Linked DNA regions of Mus musculus: regions 1, 3 and 4 are each linked to region 2. The links are chromatin contacts, called in public Hi-C, HiChIP or PLAC-seq and promoter capture Hi-C maps. All regions are on one chromosome and are shown on one strand. Each heading gives the region's core, a stretch centred on a gene start, on an enhancer-like site or on the middle of the called end of the contact. The rest is flanking DNA. Distances are from core to core; before and after follow the strand shown.

Evidence for each region. Promoter capture Hi-C pulls out the DNA fragments that hold promoters and counts their contacts. A called contact is a pair of places that touch in the nucleus more often than the background predicts. HiChIP or PLAC-seq counts read pairs in DNA pulled down with a chosen protein or histone mark.
Region 1: a Hi-C map of B cells shows a contact between it and region 2, with 6 read pairs. The contact joins the promoter of Fam234a here to the promoter of Jpt2 in region 2. A contact is called at or near these places in 1 of 39 promoter capture datasets (liver) and 1 of 484 Hi-C or Micro-C datasets (B cells).
Region 3: a promoter capture Hi-C map of liver shows a contact between it and region 2, with 2.6 times the contacts expected there. The contact joins the promoter of Capn15 here to the promoter of Jpt2 in region 2. A contact is called at or near these places in 2 of 39 promoter capture datasets (liver and pre-B cells).
Region 4: a FOXA1 HiChIP or PLAC-seq map of pancreatic cancer cells shows a contact between it and region 2. The contact joins the promoter of Cuta here to the promoter of Jpt2 in region 2. A contact is called at or near these places in 2 of 39 promoter capture datasets (liver and pre-B cells) and 1 of 115 datasets of contacts at active chromatin or transcription factors (pancreatic cancer cells).

The regions. Positions count from the first base shown.
Region 1 is chr17:26,242,792-26,245,945 of GRCm38.p6, reverse strand. Fam234a (family with sequence similarity 234, member A) reads left to right here and starts at 1,704. Exons shown (of 13, transcript NM_001206335.1): 1 at 1,704-1,940.
Region 2 is chr17:24,958,926-24,961,974 of GRCm38.p6, reverse strand. Jpt2 (Jupiter microtubule associated homolog 2) reads left to right here and starts at 1,352. Exons shown (of 5, transcript NM_198937.2): 1 at 1,352-1,407. The coding sequence starts at 1,364. It overlaps Cramp1l (cramped chromatin regulator homolog 1), which reads left to right. Exons shown (of 21, transcript NM_020608.3): 21 at 1-749.
Region 3 is chr17:25,984,180-25,987,416 of GRCm38.p6, reverse strand. Capn15 (calpain 15) reads left to right here and starts at 1,543. Exons shown (of 12, transcript NM_001347334.1): 1 at 1,543-1,946. It overlaps 1700022N22Rik (RIKEN cDNA 1700022N22 gene), which reads right to left and starts at 1,587. Exons shown (of 2, transcript NR_166913.2): 1 at 1,381-1,587.
Region 4 is chr17:26,938,229-26,941,328 of GRCm38.p6, reverse strand. It overlaps Cuta (cutA divalent cation tolerance homolog), which reads left to right and starts at 1,791. Exons shown (of 7, transcript NM_026307.3): 1 at 1,791-1,878; 2 at 1,961-2,012; 3 at 2,237-2,445; 4 at 2,543-2,602; 5 at 2,712-2,757; 6 at 2,862-2,911. The coding sequence starts at 1,971. Syngap1 (synaptic Ras GTPase activating protein 1 homolog (rat)) reads right to left here and starts at 79. Exons shown (of 19, transcript NM_001281491.2): 1 at 1-79.

The sequences.
Region 1 (3,154 bases), core at 455-2,954, 1.3 Mb before region 2:
TTATCTACCAACCACAAAGCTCTGAGTTAGATTAACAGCACTATATAAAATCAGTGTAATGGCACACCAAGAGGAAACTTCTAGTTCTTTAGAAAGTTAGCTATGCCAAATGATGGTTTGCTGAGACACACGGATGAAAGGATGTCTTTTTTATTTTTTATTTTTTTCATTTTTCTTGAGACAGGGTTTCTCTGTGTAGCCCTGACTGTCCTGGAACTCACTCTGTAGACCAGGCTGGCCTCAAACTCAGAAATCCGCCTGCCTCTGCCTCCCAAGTGCTGGGATTAAAGGCGTGCGCCACCACTGCCTAGCTGAAAGGATGTCTTGATAAAGCAAACACATAAAAGACTGTTTTCCTGAAGCAGACACAAGTGAAAGGATGCTTGTTGGATATAGCAGACACGTGTAAGGACTCTTGATAAAGGAGTATAAATGTGACCCCACAGACAGTGGGAGAGGAGCACTGAGATTTGGTTTGCTCTGCCTTGCTATTCTTTGCTAAAGACACGCATGTATTTGTTCGCCTTACATAGCATTGTTGAGCTCACCTTGTGGTAACACTGCCATTGAGAGAAATTATCCAAAGAACTGCTTGTGAGGTTCCTATGGCAGCTTGCAGCTTCTGCGGCCTCACATCAGGCTGGTTGGCAAATCTAGAAGTTTCTTCAGGATTTAACTACAGCTGCCTGGTGTCTGCTTGCTGAAAGGACTGGACTGAAGCTGCTGGTTAGTGTCTGGTGTCTGCCCCCCTAGAGGACTGGACTGCAGCTGGTGGTTAGTGTCTGGTGTCTGCCCCCCTAGAGGACTGGTCTGCAGCTGCTGAATTGTACTTGGTGTTTGCTATGGGACTGAACTGCTGCCCAAGAAGATCTAGCTCACCCCTAAAGAATTATTGCTGAACCGGTCCATTTCACCCATATCCTAATAACTTTTCTCTTCCACTGCCTCTGCTGGGTTGTAGGCTAGAGGAGAGGTTGGACCCTTATTAAGAGTAGGTTGCAGCCGGGCATGGTGGCACACGCCTTTAATCTCAGCACTGGAGAGGCAGAGACAGGCAGATTTCTGATTCGAGGCCAGCCTGGTCTACAAAGTGAGCTCCAGGACAACCAGGGCTACACAGAGAAACCCTGTCTCGAAAAACCAAAAAAAAAAAAAAAAAGTAGGTTGCAAAAAATTTATGCCTACTCAGAGAGTAAAAGTCCTTGCCAAGCTATTGTGCAAGCCTGTAACCTAAGTTCGATCCCAAGAACCCACATAAAGGCGAAAGTGAACCAGCTCTACAAAACTGTCCTCTGATCTTCCCTTTCTGTCGTAGTGTGTGTCTCTATGTGCCTGCGTGTGCACTGAGGAAAGAAAATACCGTGGCCAGTAAGTGATCGGAAAGATACGCAGGCTAGAAAAAAGAAGCCTTAGCATGGGCCTTCTGTCTTGTCTCCATTCATGGATTCCTGGGGTTAGTATGGGAACACCAGGCCTAAGCCATCACAGCATTATCATGCCAAAATGCTCCTGCACAAACAGGCTCTCTGCTCGAAAAGGGCAACACTGGACACAGTGGCCGTGTTGCTAAGCAACCGACTCAGTCAACAGAACGGAATCGCTGTGGTACGCCCCTTCCGCTGGCAGGAAGTGACGCACAGTTCAGGTGGGCCGAACTAAGGGGGGGGGTCACAGCCTCTCTGGGGCGGGGCCTACTGCGGGGCGGGCCTCCTGGGTGGGCCCAGTGGGGGCGTGGCACGCTGCCCTCGGGGCCGGGCGGACCGGGGTGCGCCGGGGAGGGGCGCTGCTGTCCGGCGTAGTCTGTACTCCTGTTCAGCCGCTGTCCTCCCGGGAACCTTGGGGATGTGGATCCCGGATTCCAGGGACCGCAGTTGAGCCAGCCTCGCCAGTCCTGTACCACTTGCTGAGGAGCAGGATCTCGCGGACAGGTCCGAGAGCAGGTCAGGATCGGACTAGGTAACTCTTAACGCGCGAGCTGGTTCCGGCCAAAGCCGTCTGCGTTCGATCGCCCGGAGCTAGTGGGGGCCAGGAGCGGGTCCCGCCTCCACTTGCAGCTCACAGCTAAGGTCGGCCCCGCCTGAGCTCCCAGAGTAGCAGTGCACAGGGCCTGGCACCCTCAAGCGTGCTCAACTTGGCCAAACAAATCTCTGCTCCGTCGTGTCTGTTCCCTGGAGGGCGCTGTGGTGACCCGGAGCGACAGGGGTTGACCTACCAGAGGAACTTTGTGCTCCGGTGGACATGTTCCTTAAATCCTAACGCTCTTTGGGCCCCGTGTGTTTAGTATCAGTGAGAATCAGTTCATGTTCTTCAAGTTCAGGCCCAAGGCAGTGAGGTGGGTACGGTCAGGAGTGGTTGGTGATGGGGTTGTCTTCATATTCCACCCTCACAGTTCTAATGTTCTTTTAAGGCCACCACCGCCTCCTGCTGCCTTGAACTGGAAGCAATCTTCCTGCCTCATTACACCGAGCTGTCTGTTTCTTCTCTGTACTGGCGTTTTTTCTTACTCCTTCCATTGCCTCCTTGTATTCCTTATATGTTGCTTTATAACAAACAAGAAGTTTATTGGTTTATCCTAGCAATCTTTATCCTAGGTGTGGTGGTGGATTTCTGTAATCCCAGAAGTTGAGGCTGAGACATATGAATTTGGAGTTTGAGATAAGCCTGGGCTACAATATGCGGTCTTCCCCAAATGCACAAAATAAAACAACCTTTATTAGTCAACACTTTCTGTGGGTAGGGAATCAGTCTACCTGGGTGATGATGGCCCAGTAACTCTCGCCAAGTTGGGGGATCCAAATCCAAGATAGTGGACTCAAAAGACCAGTGGCAGGAGTCCTCATTGTTTTCTGTTGGTATCTGCCTTCCCTCAGAAGAGTTATCTGTAAGGGAAGTGGGGCGATAGGGAGTGATAGAAACCACTGTCATTATGACCCAGTTTGCAAAGTCTAACTCCCCCCTCCACATTCTTTTTGTATTACTAGGTACATAGGAGGTGGGTACAGCAGAGCTTATGAAATGAGTGTGTGCATGCAAGAGTGAGTGTAGGTGTAGTGTGTCAAGGACAGTGACCTGTAGGGGCTCTCCCTCCTCTATATGGGTTCCAGAGAATCCTCTTGTCACAAGTCTTCCAGTGGTGGAATTTTGTGTCACCATC
Region 2 (3,049 bases), core at 103-2,602:
CTCAGGCGAGCTGAAGTCCATAGATCCTGTCGGGCATAGTACTTGCTCAGGGAGTGGGACTTTGGGACATTTCATCTGTTGGTCAACCTTTTTTCCTACCCTCCTCTTCTTTTTCATTCCTTGTGATAGCCTCTGCTAGGGGAGGTGTCATTCAGTTCAATAGCATTTTTAACCAAACCATATTATTAGAAATGGTCAAAATAAGTTTAGAAGGAAATTGTTTTATGTACTTTAAAAACAAATCTCCCAGATGCATTCATGAGGAAATACCGTACTTTGTCTTAATTTAAAAAAAAAAAAAAAACACTTTAAAAAAGGAAAGAAACCCACAGTATACCTTTCCCAGAGGCTAGCCTGGTGTGGTCAGTCCAGTTTTGGAAGCACTGCCCCAGCCAGACCCTTATTCTTTCGTAAGATCACTGGCTGGAGGGGTGCCCCCAGCAGGCAGAGCTCAGTGCTGTTTGCTTTGATAATCGTTAAGCCATATCATCTGAGGTTTCCGGCTTGAGATGTGAATTTGTTTTATAGACTATAAATATACAGTGTATGTATAAAGCAGAATGCCTGTCCTTCTGATTATTTTTTGTACCATATTGTAAATTACATTATTTATTCTTTACCAATTTTTTGGGAATAAAAGGTGTTTTGGTTATTTAATAAACAAGAACTGTTAAAACTTCGGCTAAAATTTCCAGTTCGGCTTGTAAATGTTTTTATTGTGCATAAATACATACTAATACTTCATCTAATGTCTGTCTTTTGTGCCTGCTTTCAAAGCCAGTATGCTTAGGGTATTCCAACAGGCACAGTGTAATGAGATGAGCTCTAAGGCCTGGAGGTGCCCTGGAGGTGAGGGTGAGCAAACAGGTAGGCATCAGAGATTCAGCGATTGAGTGACCGCTGAATGCGGAATTCATTACAGAATTCGCTGCTTCTGTTATGGGTATGTTGTGCGCTTCCATGAACCTTTCCTCCCGAAGGTGCTGTAACCCCAAAGAAGCCTTCCGCTACCACCGGCCAGAAACTTCCTAGTGCCATCCAGCCCGGGATAGGTCGGCCAGAAAATGCGGATTCGCATGCGGAGGCGTGTTGGCTGGGGGTGGGGCGAGCTGTGAACCAATGCCCACGCCTGAGGCCATGAGAGGCGCCCCCTGCAGCCAATCGGCTGTAAGCGCGATGCGGGCCTCCAAGCCTCCCTCTCCTTGGGGGCGGGAGGGAGGAGTGGGGCACGACTCTACGATAGGCTGCAGAGACATGATTGGCGCGAGAGGCGTCCAACTGGCTTGGGCGGGTCAGGGTACCTGCGCGGGACCAAGCGGGAACCGCCGCGCGGCGGCTGTGAAAGCGCGGGGCGGCGGCCGACATGTTCCAGGGCGCGGACAGCCAAGCTGGCAAGTCGGGTTCCAGGTGCGCGGACCGGTGCTGGGGCCCGGGTGGGCGCATAGCCGCAGCCACGTGGCGGGCGGGAGACCCTACAAGTGCGGTGGGTGTGGCGCGGGGCTCCCCTGAGGATACTGTGCGCGCTCTCCCGCAGGGCCTTGCAGGAAGGCTGTGGGGTTAGAGCGGAGTGGAGACCGGGCGGCGGGATTAAGACACGTGGCTCTCCTGAAGTGCTTGCTCAGGACAGACGCTAGCCGGGCGCTCCGAGCTGTTTGCCGCTTCCTGAGCCCTTCCCTTGTCCAGTTTGGTTGGTCATGACGACCTTTGAATGTGGCTGAGTAGCGGCAGCGTTCTCAGACCCAACCCACGACCAGGTGTTTGTTGGATGCACTACTGACTGCTACACCCTGGGCGGGGACCTTCCCTACACAGTTTCCTCTAGGCTTTCTGTCTGATCTGCTTTGAGTTGATCAAATGAAACTGGTGTTCGAATGACTTTACGAGCTCCAGGAATTAATTGTTGAATAGGCGTCCATGGAGAGGATTTTAGGAAAAGGAGGAAATCCCCATTTGAGTTGATAAAATGAAACTGGTGTTCGAATGACTTTACGAGCTCCAGGAGTTAATTGTTGAGTAGGCGTCCATGGAGAGGAATTTAGGAAAAGGAGGAAATACCCACTTGATAGCGGGATGAGGGGGAAAGGGGAGCTACCTTAACTGGATAATGAAGCGCAATTGGAAGCCTCAGTCTGGGCCATATTAGATAGAAAGCGTGCTTTGGATGGCAACTTAGGCAGGTTGGAGAAGATAGCAGCACATAGTCCGACTGATTGCTACAAAGCCTGAGTCTGTAAGGTCTGTCTGTACTCCAGGGTTTCCTTTCGTCTAACCCTGTCTTTTGTCTCCTCAGCAGAGGGATTTTCTTGTGCTGGAGATGTTTGAACTGTAAAAGCGTTATGGTATTACTGTCATTCATCCACAAAAATTACTAACCATGAAGAACACGTCACCCCCCACCCGGTCTATTTCTCATGGCTTTGTCCCAGATTTTCTCATTAGTTCCTAGTTCTTATGAAACTCATCATTCCAGGGAGGCCTGGGAGCGCTGACAACCGTCGATATTTTCTTTCTCTCCAGTGCCATAGTTCATTTGAACTCTGGCTTTTCATCTTTGCCTATATCCCTTATATTTTCTCGATAACTTGAGTATTTCTACTGAAACATTTAAAGGGTACTACAAAAGGAAAAAGTAATTGGAATTATGGATTTGGTCCTAAAGTCTGAGTTGACTAATCTGGCCCTAGAACCTTCCACTCCACTGGTGTTACTGTGATTAATGGCTGCTAGTGGCTTCCAGAAGGCCACACTGTGCCATTGTTCTGGGCCCTATTTGTTGAAAGGCCCATTTGTGAGACCCTGCAGGGGCAACCTTAAGACTTGCATTGCTGCTGTAGGCTTTGAAGCTTGTGCTTGCTCCATTGTCTTTGAGATGGAGGTGGACACTGCTCTTGCCCAAGTGGCTCATTATTTTAGTACACAAAGCAATACTAAATCCTTACTTTCAATACCCATATTAAGTTCAAAAGCTAGTTCCTATATTCCCGTAACAGACTCAATTTGGGCCTCATCTCTGGAGATGGTTTTGAGGCTCCTGCTTCTGTTGTATCAC
Region 3 (3,237 bases), core at 294-2,793, 1.0 Mb before region 2:
TTTTGAGACAAAACCTTGAACTTTCTAGCCCAGGTCAACTTTGAACTCATGACCCTCCTGCCTCAGTCTCCTTAGCAACTATGCAACTATACCTAAGCAACTATACCTTTGTAGCTGTGGCCCCAAAACTATGAGGAATAGTGTTGGGTCCCATCTGCTCAAGAGTCAGGGTGGTTGATCTATGGCTTCTGTCCCTGCAAAGCTCTCTCTGCCCTTCTTGACCTCTGCAGGGTGTCCTGTGGTCTGTGCACTCAACAGGGTGTCTGTCTTCTGGCCCATACTACACTAGCATAGATCAGGGCTCAGCCAACCTGGGATGATCCAGCTTTACCTGCTGTGTGATCATCTTACTTAGTGCAGTGATACATCATTGCACTAGTGATGACCCGTAGTGACCAGAGATACTGTCCTGGATCCAGCTTGGCCATTCTCCTGATCATGGGTATCACCTACTGATGAATGAGCAGTGACTTCACCACTGTCAGGGGGCTCAGGAAGACAGCCTCTGCTCCTCTCCTCTTGCCAAAATTTGGTGTCTTCCCCATTCAGGCATAGGTGTCCCCACAGCATCCTGAATTCAATGGCCAGTCTTTAGCTTTCTAGCTTCTGGAGCATGAATGATTTCCCAGAAACATTATCTGTAGTCTCTACTGAGCCAGACTCAGGTTTTCTGGGTCCGGGGGCAAATAGTACCCAATCTCTCACACAACATTCAGAGTGCCGGGTGTCCTTTTGCTATGTGCTATGTTTTTTTTTGTTTTTTGTTTTTGGTTTTTGGTTTTTGGTTGGTTTTTGGTTTGGTTTGTTTTGTTTTTTGAGACAGGGTTTCTCTGTATAGCCCTGGCTGTCCTGGAACTCACTTTGTAGACCAGACTGGCTTCGAACTCAGAAATCTGCCTGCCTCTGCCTCCCGAGTGCTGGGATTAAAGGCGTGGGCCACAACGCCCGGCTAGCAGCCTGATTCTTAGTTAGCTTTCAGTTGCAGAGGACAAGTGGCTGGAATTAAGTTAATTCGGGGGAGCCAAAGGGCTCTAATGGGAAATAGCTTGGGGGCTCTTGTGAACATAACTCAAAGGACTGCCTCAGATGCCAGTGTTTCTCTAGAAAAAGTGACGTGCCTATCTAGCACTCGAGTAAACACAGACCTCAGATGGAGTAACCTCGGAAGGAGCAGTGCCAGCACGGTTGCTGCTTCAGACCGTTGGGAAAGAAACCAGAAGTCGCTGGAAGAGGTAGAAAGCAGCCAAGGCAGCTAGGTTGGACTGTACCACCTACTGCCCCAACGCAGCAGACAACCGGTTCAGACCTTGTACAAAATCACGACCCAGACTCCCGACATCTCCCCTGGCGCAGTAACACTCGAACCCCGTGGACGCCTACCGGAGCCCAAAGCCCATCTTAAGGGGATCCTGGGAGCTGTAGTCCGTTCTCTTCCCGGATCCAGCGCGCCACATCAAACTAGCTTGGGAGTACCAACTGCATCCGTGAACTGAGCGTCTCCGGTCACGTTGGGAGGGCGAAATCTCAGGGAAAGAGTAGAGGGTAGGACCATTCATGGACTACAATTCCCGGCGTGCCTTGAGCCGCGTCGCTCTGCCCTGTGGGAGCCGTAGTCCCGGCTCCGGGTTCCCAGTGCCGCGTGCGCCCCTGACGCGCTGTAGCCTCGGGCCCCGGCTGGGCGCCACGCTACGGAAGCAGCGTAAGGCGTAGCGGGTAGGCCGGGCGGGACGGCGGGCGCTAGCTACGGAGGCGTTTGTAAGGTTGCCGGGCCGAGACGGATCTTCGCGGCCAAAACGCGCTAAGCCGGCGGAGCATCGCGGCTGGCGCGAAGGGGCCCTTGGTGCCCTCCGGTCGAAGTTGTGGGTCAACCGACTGAGGGCCGGCACTAGGGCCGCGCCCGCCTAGACCGATCGCGAGCGCTGAGGAGGCGCCGCCGGCTCGCTAAGGTGAGTTCCACGGTAGGCGGCCGGCCAGACGGCCTAGGACTCGTAGAGCTCGGCCTCAGGGCATCAGCCGGGATGCTCCATGTTTGTCCTGGGAGCAGTAGCCTGGCTTGTGGTGAGCGGGAAGGGGAGGGGGAAGCGCGCCGGAGGTGTGGGTCACTCGAGGCCAGCCTAGGAACCTCAGACGCAGGCGACCCTCGGTGCCTGCCTGTCCTTGAGTGCCCTCTTGTCCGGGGCTAAGCGTTGGCCCACTGTACGAAGGTATAGGTCGTGGGGGCACTGTCTGCAGAAACCTGCAGCTGCCTGGGGCGGCAGCAAGAGTAAAGCGTCCTGTGTGCCCCCTCATCCCACACTTCTGTTTTTGCGGGCCTGTCAGCAGGCCGAGAAAGTTACAGAGCAGCCCCTTGACAGCTGCGGGATTTTCTTTTTGTTTTCTGAAAAAGGGGCCCTTCCACGTCTGATTTGGGAACCCTGTTGTGTGGCCAGATGGTCCTTGCTAGGCTGGCTCTTAGGGTCCCTGAGTACAGATACTGAAACAGGACCGCGAAACACCTAGCCTCGAAAACAGGATAGATACCTCCTGAGTTTCAGGAGAACCTGAGAGCCTACCTGAGTGTTTGCTGCTGACCCTGCAGTTCAGCAATAAATCAGGAAGAACTGCTACTCAGTAAGAAACTGTGAGATTACCCCTCCAGTGGCAATTTCCCCTTTCCCAGTCTGGAGAACTGCAAGTCACAGATGTGGAGCTTGCCTCTTGAGTTTCTCCCTGCTTCCAGAGTCTAGCTGTCAGGGATGCGCTCAGGACCACAGTTCTGCAGTCTAGGGCAATTGTGTCTTGCTGAACAGTAGCTTGCCTCCATGGGGTAGTAGATTCTGTTTCCTTTGAGGTCCTTCTGCTCCACAGAGATGCACCCATTTCTTTTCTAACATCTAAGAATGTCTAGAGCTGTCTGACTGGTAGACAGGTCATTGACCTCCATGGAGGAAGACTTGAACCCTGCTGGATCCAAGGCTCAGAAACTGTACAACTTAACTGCAATGGAGTTATCAAAATCTCTGCTGGCCATAGTGTCTGAGAGTGGCCCTAACTCCATATCTATGTAGAAGCCTAGGTTAGTCCTCTGTGGGTAAAGGGTTCCATTGTGGCCCATCCTTGGATCCAGGCTTTGTCTACTCCCAAGCTTTCCTGGCCCCTGTTGTACATTGTCCAGGCCTTAAGGCAAAACTTGTAAGGCCCATTTTACAGATGTGGAAACTGAGGCTGTCCGTCATCCATTGACAGGAGAGGGATAGA
Region 4 (3,100 bases), core at 542-3,041, 2.0 Mb before region 2:
GCGGAGAGGAGCAGAGAGGAGGAGAGAGGAGGAGGAGGAGGAGAATAAGAGCCAACGGCAGCAGCGGCAGCAGAGAGAGGGGGGGCGGGGGAAGCGAGCTAGAGAAGAGAGAGCAGGAGGAGGAGGGAGAGACTGCAGCCCCCACCCCTACCCAGGGAGACCCGGAAAAGGAGAGAACGAGGGACCCCTGACTCATACACACCAGGGAAGTCCCGTAGAAGCTGACCCAAGACCCTCAGACAGACCCCAGACCCAGAGAAAGATACTCACCACCTCACCCCCCCCCCACCTCCATACTCAACAAATTGGGTCTCACAGATCCAAATCTAGAAGGAAAGAGACCTCTGAGCTCAGACCCCACCCCCTAAATTAAAGAAAGGAGTCAGGGACCAGAATATGAGACTCTAGTGTCAGCAAGGTTCTCCAGACCCATGTTAATCTTATTCGAACCCTGGACTTGTAGTTTGGGAGACCCAAAACAGAGACCTAGACCCAAAGAAAAAGATGAAGCCAATATTAGAAAGTGCCCCAGGCCAGAATTAAATTTTAGAATCTAGCTAGAGGTAAGAAACCCCACATTCGTATCTCAAAGAAACTGCAAACTTGGGGATGAAGGAGGAGACATTCGGCTGACCCAAAGATGAAGATGACCACATAGAGATCTAAAATACATTACATCTGAAAGATGTGAGTTAGTGACCGATTGCGAGGTTCAATTTCCTGAAACAACTCCCCAGGTAACCCAGACCCTAGGAAGGGCCCAAATATTGGACCCCCACCCCCACAGGACCCAAATATTGGACCCCCAACCCCTCACCTACACACACAAGGATCTCTGAGAACCCCCCCCCCAACTCAAGAAAATGCAGAAGCCTAACAGGAGCCACCCATGCCAAGGACCCCAGACCTTGGAGGGAGGGCTAATATTTGGGCGGCAGGGCCCTTTTTCCTGCTGTCTCCACCCTCTTCTCTGTCCTCTCACTGGTCCCCTCTCCATTTTTGGGTCACTGGATGTGTTTAGGCTCCAGGGAGGTTATGTAGGGCAGGTCCTGGTTCCTTGGGGGAATGGATGAAGGTAAGGAGACCCAAGACCGAGAGGTGGGCCAGTCCTGGGGAGAAGAGTCAGCAAGGGGGAAAGAACAGGGTCACACTCTGAACTCTAACTTGCAACTCTCATTTCTCCTCTCCACTCATTTGTCAGCCTCTGTCCGAAGCTTTGGGCTCTGGGTATCTTCCATCACCCACTAGCCCATTTACAGGTGTCACCCAGTGCTTTGAAAAGGTGTCTTTCCTCTCCCAGCCACGGCAGTGCCAGGTCTGAGCCTGCCTGATCACTGCCCCCTACCCAGGGACAGCTGGCTTCTCAGCTCGGTGCTAACGCAAGGGCGGTGGCGGGGGGTGGGGGGAACTGTCCCCACCCAAGGCTGCCTGTCAGCGCGGGGAGGGAGGGGGGCTGTTACTAGGCACACTCCGGAGCTCAGGACAACTCCCCGGCCCCAGCCTGACGCAGCGACAGCGCGGGTCGCCAGGTCTCACGTCACGTGGACCGCGAGGCCGGCCAGCAATTGGCCTCCGCTCGCTGCTCCTGAGGCGGCGCCGCCTGAAAGGACAGGCCTCATCACGTGACGGCGGGTCGCCGCAGCGGCGTTCCCCTGCCAGCAACCGGTTGAGGATTCACGGAAATGGGCGGGCCGCTGGGGCGCACGACCTCAGATAAAGCTGCCGATTGGTCGGAGGGCTCGACGCCACGCCCACTTAAGAGGGCGGGGCTACCGGGCCACTTGAGGGCCGGGATTGGCCAGGTCTGGAGACTCCGGGAAGGCAGGGCTGCTCCTGTCACGTGGTGCACACTGTTTTCGCGTCACGTGGCTACTGCAGGTAAGAGGCGGCCGCTCCGCCGGGGCTCGGGGTCCTTCGTCCGTGCAATGAGCGGCCATTGATTTCTTCTTTTCTCTACCAGCGCGGGCTGCATGAACTGGGGGCGGGCGCCCGGCGTCTTGCTCGGCGGAGGGGTGAGTCTGGCCCCGCCTTTTCCGGTCTCGAAGTCTCACCCAGCTTCTGCAGCGGAACAGAGGAGCTGTCCCAAGTTTCTTTTAAGTTTCAGGGACATTTTTTTTTTTCTTCCTGGTGCAGAAAAGGCAGCGCAGAGGCTTGGTGTCTGCCCCAGAAGGCAGCCCAGGTGCAATTTCCTGGGGCAGTTGTGGGGACACTGAATCCGCCCTCCCCCCTGCTCCAGGCCACTCTGCTCCTGTCGTTTCTTTGGATGCCAGCGCTACTGCCGGTGGCTTCCCGCCTTCTGTTGCTACCCCGAGCTCTGCTGTCAATGGCTTCTGGAAGCCCTCCGTCCCAGCCCCCTCCGGCCTCGGGCTCCGGCTACGTTCCAGGATCAGTCTCTGCAGCCTTTGTCACTTGTCCCAACGAAAAAGTCGCCAAGGAGATCGCCAGGTGGGGACCTCGGCCAGATGACCTAGAGAGAGCGTTGGGGTTAGGGGAAGGGTGCTGTTTCCGGGTCGTGCACACTCTGATCTCGCTTCACCCTCAGGGCAGTGGTAGAGAAGCGTCTGGCAGCCTGCGTCAACCTCATCCCGCAGATCACATCCATGTGAGTTGTCAGTTAGAAACGGAAATCTACCCGGAGGGGCTGAGAGCTTTTTCTGGGAGAAATCTTCCTTTCCCAAGACTTTGTTCCCTTCTTTCTCTGACCTCTTCAGCTATGAATGGAAAGGAAAGATCGAGGAAGATAGTGAGGTGCTGATGGTGAGAAAATTCCCCCCCTGCCTGGCTCCTTTGACAACTCTGGCCCTCTCCTGACACCAGTTCTCTACCCCGTTGGTTGAACTATGTCTGTCTTTGCCCTTTAGATGATTAAAACCCAAAGCTCCCTGGTCCCTGCTCTGACAGAGTTTGTTCGGTAAGAACTTTGAGATTTTCTTTTGGTGGTGGTGGTGGGGCTGGGGGATGAACCAGGCAGGGCCTTGAGTATTTCAGGCAAACACTCTGCCACTGAGTGAGAAGAAACCCCGCTCCCCGCCTCCCCTCCCCCAAGCGCTGAGGTGGACACTGTGTGGTGGAACTTACTGGGGAGTCCAGGGCTGGTGTC